Regions from separate parts of the Sus scrofa genome. Here region 2 is linked to region 1. A link is a contact called in public Hi-C data. All regions are on one chromosome and are shown on one strand. Each heading gives the region's core, a stretch centred on a gene start, on an enhancer-like site or on the middle of the called end of the contact. The rest is flanking DNA. Distances are from core to core; before and after follow the strand shown. Region 1 holds the start of TNFSF10 (tumor necrosis factor (ligand) superfamily, member 10). Region 2 has its middle 78 kb from the start of TNFSF10.

Region 1 (3,412 bases), core at 102-2,601:
AGGCTGGGGCTGTTCTCTTGCTAACCACATCTGGCCGTTGAGGGCGGGTGCTATTTTTACTTGCATACCTCTAGAAGCAGAGACAGCTATTGCACTGCTCTTCTGTTCTAGAGGCCCTTAGTTCTGAGAAGCGGATTCCACTCAACTGCCCTTGGCGCCATCACAGACACTGTGGTTGTCTACGCTAGGACCAGCCAGTTCTTGGCAGGGCTTGAGCTCAGTGAAGGACCCCTTTGCTGGCTGGCTCAGAGACTTCAAGGTGTGCAGCATTGACCCTTTTTGCTGCCCAGACATTAGTTAATGGCAATCATTTTCTGCAAATCGTGAGTAGCATAGAGGATCATTTGTGGAAATTGGTGCTATATTCAGTAACTTGCTGTCATGGGGAGAGCATCAACTATCTGTCAGAAGACCTGAGTCTAGCTTGCTTCCTTCCCAAGTTCTGCCTGAGCTTGCCTAAATCATTTCTCTAGCAGTTCCTAGTCTCATCTATAAAATGGAGTTGTCCAAAGTTCCTTTTAGCTCAAAGTTCCCCACAACATACAATTTGTTAAGATATACACAAAATGCCAAAAACTGAGTTGGCTGAGTCAGTAATTTTGTATTCAAAATCCACTGGAATTAACCACATCTGAAACACGGCCATTAAATATAAGTGATTTATAACTCTACCCTACTCCCTATGTACTTGCAGGATCCCCAAGTTTGTGAAGGTGGGTTATTCATTCAACAAGTGTTTAATGAACACCTGCTATACGGGATCTATGTGCTAGTGCCTAGAAGTATCACAGTAAGCAAAAGCAGACACTGCCCTGTTGTGACACAGCTCCCCTCACCCAAGAATTTGCATCAACTGTAAAGCATTAAGCAGAAAGCACTCAATGAGTGGTAGCAGTTGCTAATATTATAACATACACATACAGGTACTGTTGAAGACAAAAAAGCTACCCAGGAGGTTAGTTGCCAACATCTGCTAGTAACTGGTGGAGCCGTCTGTAACTGCCTTCCGTCCACACAATCACTTCAACTCATGTTTGCAAAGTCCTCAGAAATGATATGCATTAGCAGTTAGAGTCCCTGGCAGAGAAAGGAAGCATTCTCTTCCCTTGTAAAATCTTCACAGAGCAGCCAACAGAGAGGCAGTAATCCAGAGGGTGGCTGAGAGCCTCTGTCAGGGAACGTGTACATGGTACCGACCTGTTTCAGTTCATTGGTGAAGTACACGTAAGTCAAGGCCACACAGAGGGCTTGCAGGAGCACTGTGAAGATCAGGATCAACACACAGGTCTGCCCGGGGCTGGGGCCTCCTGGAGTCTGCATCACCGCCATGGTCCAGGCAGGGTCTGACTGCTGCAGAGGCAGGCAGGCAGCAGGTTTGGTTAGAGCGACTTGAAGTGGGTGGAGTTTGGAGTCCTTTCGTATTTGTTTACTGGTAAAGAAGAAAACGAAACTGAAAGTTATGAAGACTCTTTGCTGTACAGCAGATATTAGCACAACACTGTAAATCAACTACTATAAAACATTTAAAAAAGAGAAGGTTACGAAGATAAACAGGGAGAACACATGCATGAGGATGAAATCGAGACTGGAAACATTCAACTGCGAGCCCAGGAACTCCAAACCACTACAAGCTGGTTCCAAAGCACAAAGTGGCAAAGGAATGCCACTACAGATTTCAGGGGTGCATGGCCCTTCTGACTCCTTGGTTTTGGACATGTGGGCTTCAGAACTATAAGACCACACATTTCTGTTTGTGCTACTTCTTTGTGGCAGCTCTAGGAAATGCCTATAGCTCCCCCCGGATTAAAAGAGTAAAAAAAGACATTAAAAGAGTAAAAAAAGACTAAGTGTTACAATCACAACTACAACCCATGACTCAATCAAAACAAGATTTTGGCCTTTCTTTGTAGTGATCACTGTCAATAAAGTCACCAGTTCATCTGAATTGAGTCCACGAGTCCATGTTTCTACAAACTAGCCCATTCATTCACTATCTAGGCTAGAGGGCTATCTAGGTCACAAGATTTTATAAGTGTGTATCTTTCCATCATTTTCTACCTACACAAAGAGTCTTCTATTCCTCTATTTTTTTTTTTTTTACATATTATTCTTTTGGCTGTACACACAGCATATGGAAGTTCCAGGGCTAGGGATCAAATCCCAGCCACAGCTGCAACCTACACTGCAGCTGTGCCAGTGCAAGATTCTTAAACCAATGTGCCATGGTGGGAATTCCTGCATCTTACTTATTTTGACTAGATAGTTGTTGGGCTGCAAGCCTTGCAGCTGCCTGTCCTTAAGACCAAATGAAGAGACCAGAGACAGTGACAGAAACATCATGGTTTATTGGACAAGGGACGCTCACACGTCTGAAGGTCCTGGATTGACATCCCACTGTGTATAACCTATAGAAGGCAGGACATGGCAGCAGACTTTGCTACTTGGGGCAGAAGAGGGCTACCATTTATAGGGGGAATTGACATCAGTTTGGGTCATCAGTTACCAGGGAAACCAGGGACTGGGGCAGGGAGCAAGTAGGTAGGCAATATTAATTAAGCCTTATAATTAAGAGGATTGGATAGTAATATGAGTGAAGCAGGGCCTGGTCGAGCAGGTGGACAGAGAGCAAGAGAACAGCCATCTTGCATGGCCTGACCATATGCTCCCCTTACATACCCTGCATGGCCCTTGCAATCTTGGTCCACCCCTCTTCTGCAATATCCCTAGGGTCAGGTATGTAGTGGTGCACTGCAACCAAATACCACAAATGCAACACAGACAACAGCAGCTAAAGAGTATCAAGAATAAGCAAGGTATGTATTGAGTCGATTTTTCATGGAAGTACAAAGGAGGAGGACAAGAGCACCTCACGGCTGACCCAGCAGTCAAACTCATTTCTCAGTGAGGTCACTGTTGTTGTCTAGTCCAGACTCCTTCCCCTCAGACTAGGGAAAAAAATGTTTAACAGGCAAAATTCAGGGAAGGTCATAACCATTAAACAAAACACAAGCAGTAACAGCACCCCTGCCTGTGGTTTTTGTCCTGGCCTGCTGGACCAACCCACCTGTCCACCCTCAGTCCACATAGCTGGCACCAAATACTGGAGAAGAGAACATGGAGTTAATATAATGGTGCCTTTCCTAGTAGGGGCCCCAGTTAATTACCTTAGTAGTCTCAGGTCTGCATGTGGCAGACCCTAGTGGGTAAAAGCCTGTGGTCACATCAGACAGATCTAGGTTTCCAGCTCCTCTCCTGGAAGTGTGCAACTTATGCTTTCCTCATCAGCAATATCAGGCTTATTTTTTTTTAATTAAGACATAATTGACATATAACACATTATCTTTTAGGTATATAACATGATTCAATATTTGTACACATTGCAAAATGATCACCACAGTAAGTCTACTTATCA
Region 2 (3,617 bases), core at 708-3,207, 78 kb after region 1:
ACACAGAGCAAAATTCTTATTATTATGACTTTTTAAAAAATTTCACAAAGCAGGATAAGCTAAATCTTGACAGGCAAAGCATTAAATTAAAAGAAGATTTAATTTTAATTTTAATTTTTAATTTTTATTGTTTGTCTTTTTAGGGCCGTACCCACGGCAGTACCCTCTGGCCTAAGCCACAGCCACAGCAACATGGGATCCTGGAGCGGTATCTGCAACCTACCACAGCTCACGACAATGCTGGATCCTAAGCCACGGAGCAAAGCCAGGGATCAAACCTGTGTCCTCATGGATGCTAGTCAGATTCGTTTCCACTGAGTTATGACAGAAACTCCTAATTTTTATTTTTATTTTTATATTACATTTGCTAGGGTAGGATGAAGGAAGAGTTAATGTATACTTTCTCATCCACCTTTAGTAAGGCCTCTCTGCAACTCATGGTCTTCCCGTCCTACAGTAGTATGAAAGGGAATGTCAGTTCAGTCCAAAATATCCCAGTGGATTTTCTTGAACACTGGGGCCTCTACTGGAGAACTTTCCTAAAAACTTTTGCCACTCCTAGTTTGAGGTGTCATATAGAAAGATGAGCAGAGGTCTAGAGGCCAGAGATAGGTTGCTTTGGTCTCTTTCCTGTCCAGCAATTTTATGCCCCTCAGGCACACAGTTCTGAGCCATGATGTGTGTGATGGGTGATGTGTGCTGTAGGAGAAGCAGAATTCCAGAGCTCTGAGAAAGCTTTCCCCACATATCCCTGAGGGTGTGATTATCATGCTGGCTTGACTGCAAACACAGCAAAGACAAAGGCAGAAATCAACGCAGGCAAATTCACTCTAAGCCACTTAGAGCAGTCAAGGCCAGTGTGTATGGACTTGGGAAGTTCTTCTACAAGCATCCAAGTCTAACTGGCAGGTGTTCTTGTTTGTTCAAGCTCTGAAAATTCCCCAAGTGACCTCTAAGGGAAACTCGGTTTTGACTTCTTCCTCCTTCTCTTCCTTGTTCCTGCCTTCCCTCCCCCACAAAGAGAATGTAGACAGGAGAAAAATAGCTTAGAATTATACTTTAAGTTCTCCAGAGGTAAAGAATTATTATTAGTTTAAAAACTAGATACTAAAATATATATATTATTTATATTGTATATATTCATACATATTAAATGAATATATAATGTTTTGCATATTTTATCCTTAAAGATGTAGAAATGCCTCTTCTATCTTGTTGTTCTCTTAGATGAGACCAGTATCCTCCCTTTACATTTTATTCCTCAGATAAAGAGAACGAGTGTACTGTTCAGGGGACATGAAGGCATTTGATTTCTGCTAAACAGTTTCAGTATTCTAGAAACTGCTCCCCTGATTAGCTAACACAGCACTTAACTAATAAGCTAGAGCTTACAGGAAATTAATCTGGAATTTGCCAAGTACTGGGTGGAGTATTTGGTTAAGTTTTGAGTCCAAGGTAAGATCAGAGTGTATGTTTATATTTGACTAAGAAATTGAGCAAAAGCTTTATTAATCTAAAAAAAAAAATCTTTCCCTGAATGTAGAGAAAAATCCTGATAAAATGATAGAGAAGGGAAAAGGAATAATAACTTTTTAAAACTAGCTCTAGATATAGATGAGCTCAGAATGTGTATTTAGAGTTTTGAGGTAGTTTTTTTTCATTTCAACTGGTGCTTCCCCTAATAGGCTGTGCAGTACCAAAGGGTTTTGGACTTTTTCCCTCCCTGCAAATTTGACCCTGTTACTTTTTGTGTTATTACCAGTTGTATCCAGAGGGGATGAGAGTGTACACTGATAATGGCTTATTAGAATACAGGTTTTATAGATTTGAAGAGCCTAGAGTTGCATGAGAAATAGCGGCTAAACAGGGTTTATAAATCCTGGTGTGTTGCTGCTGTGGTCTCAGCCTCCCCTGGCCAAGAATGGAAGCGTGAAATAGAAAGTAAAACTGACAAAGCCACTTGAAAGAAAACAACTCAGGGGGTTGATTTTCACAGCATCTGTGTTGGAACTGCCCTCTGTTGGCACCCCTGGATAGTGCATCAGGTGGGACGGAGACCCAGAGGGGTCCTTTTGCTGGTTTTCTTACTGGAACAGAATTCAAATGCTAGAATCTTCTTAAGTCTCCAAGGTGAGGAGAACTGTGACCTCAAACCTCCCTCCCTTGCGGTTGTGGGCTCCCCTCTTGGGAGGAGACAGCATGGTTGTTCACCTGGAAAATGTCACAAATGAAGGCCATGTAGTCACTGGAGATATTACCTCAATGAACTTCTAATTTCCCCTGATCTCTTTCCCTGCCAGGAGTCAAAGAGCTCTGCATTTTCCCAAGTCTAAAGGTGTTAGTTCCTGGGAGTTCCCATCATGGCTTAGCAGTAACAAATCCGACTAGTATGAAGATGGGGGTTTGATCCCCGGCCTTGTTCAGTGGGTTAAGGATTTGGTGTTGCCCTGAGCTGTGGTGTAGGTCACAGACACAGCTTAGATCCCGCGTTGCTGGGGCTGTGGCTTAGGCTGGCAGCTACAGCTCCGATTTGACCCCTAGCCTAGGAACTCCCATGTGCCATGGGTGTGGCCCTAAAAAGTAAAAACAAACAAACAAATAAATAAAGTGATCTGTTTATAGCACTGCAGCTGTGTGAGCTGGGAGTCCCAGGACAAGCTGTCCAGCCTCCTGAGTCTGAGAATCCTGCTCACCTGTTTCTCTGCCACCTCTTAGGTGGTGGTAGGGACCAAATGAGATGTATGTAGAGGCCATTTGCCCTTGTAGCCATGAAGCATTAGTATTAGTACCTATCTAATAAGAGTAAGACTACAGACATCATTTTCTCATTCAAAGGATTGAGGATTGGGAAGTAAAGGAATCACCCTGGGTTTCTGCCTCCACTTTTGAGGTCCTGGGAGGAATTCTGACCTAAAGAGAATAGACTCTGGAGTCAGACAGACATGGATGCAAATCCTGTCACTGTGGCCCTGGCAGATCACATGTCTGCTCTGTGCTCCTGTTATATAATTGGCAAAGTGAGGACAGTGTGGATGCTATAAATAAATTGCATCTCTAAACTTCTTCACAGAGCCCAGAGTTACAAGAAATACTTGTCATCTAAGGATAAATGGCAGCAGCAAAGGATTAAAGTGAATTAACCCTCTTATAATAAAGGAGCAAATTTCAAAGAATATGATAAAGAATAATTATCTTAAAGTTAACAGAATTTATAATTAATTGCAACAATGTACTAATTCTTAGTCCGAAGAATGTTAGGGAGAAATGGAAAAGGAAGGCATCTTTTCTTGTATAAAATTGTAAAATGGCACAATACAATATCTTTTAGTTCATGTTAGCCTATGCAACAATATCAAAGGGAATCATTTTCCAAAATAATTAAAAATGAAGAATTAAAAAAGTCAAGATTTTTTTTTTTTTTTTTGATGTTTCTGCTGTGGTGCAACAGATTAAGAATCCGACTGCAGCAGCTTGGGTTGCTGCAGAGTTGCAAGTTTGGACCCTGACCTGGCATAGTGTGTTAAAGAATCCAGCATTGCCACAGCCACAGCTGCAGCTCCGATTCAATCCCTGGTTTGGGAACTTCCATATGCTATAGGTACAACCATAAAAAAAGA

The links. Hi-C and Micro-C count contacts between places; a contact is called where the count stands out from the background.
Region 2: a contact with region 1 is called in a Hi-C map of alveolar macrophages, with 3 times the contacts expected there. The contact joins the enhancer-like site here to the promoter of TNFSF10 in region 1. A contact is called at or near these places in 13 of 47 Hi-C or Micro-C datasets (alveolar macrophages, embryonic fibroblasts, heart right ventricle and 6 more) and 2 of 2 datasets of contacts at active chromatin or transcription factors (alveolar macrophages and skeletal muscle).

The regions. Positions count from the first base shown.
Region 1 is chr13:111,036,901-111,040,312 of Sscrofa11.1, forward strand. TNFSF10 (tumor necrosis factor (ligand) superfamily, member 10) reads right to left here and starts at 1,352. Exons shown (of 5, transcript NM_001024696.1): 1 at 1,198-1,352. The coding sequence starts at 1,329.
Region 2 is chr13:111,114,569-111,118,185 of Sscrofa11.1, forward strand. No RefSeq gene overlaps it. Among named protein-coding and RNA genes, the nearest start is that of TNFSF10, 78 kb to the left of the region's middle. Within about 2 kb of position 1,958, at least 39 of the 83 cell types and tissues checked have an H3K27ac peak or open chromatin away from gene starts, as enhancers often do. A contact at or near this core is called in alveolar macrophages, liver, mesenteric adipose tissue and 4 more, where this site is marked.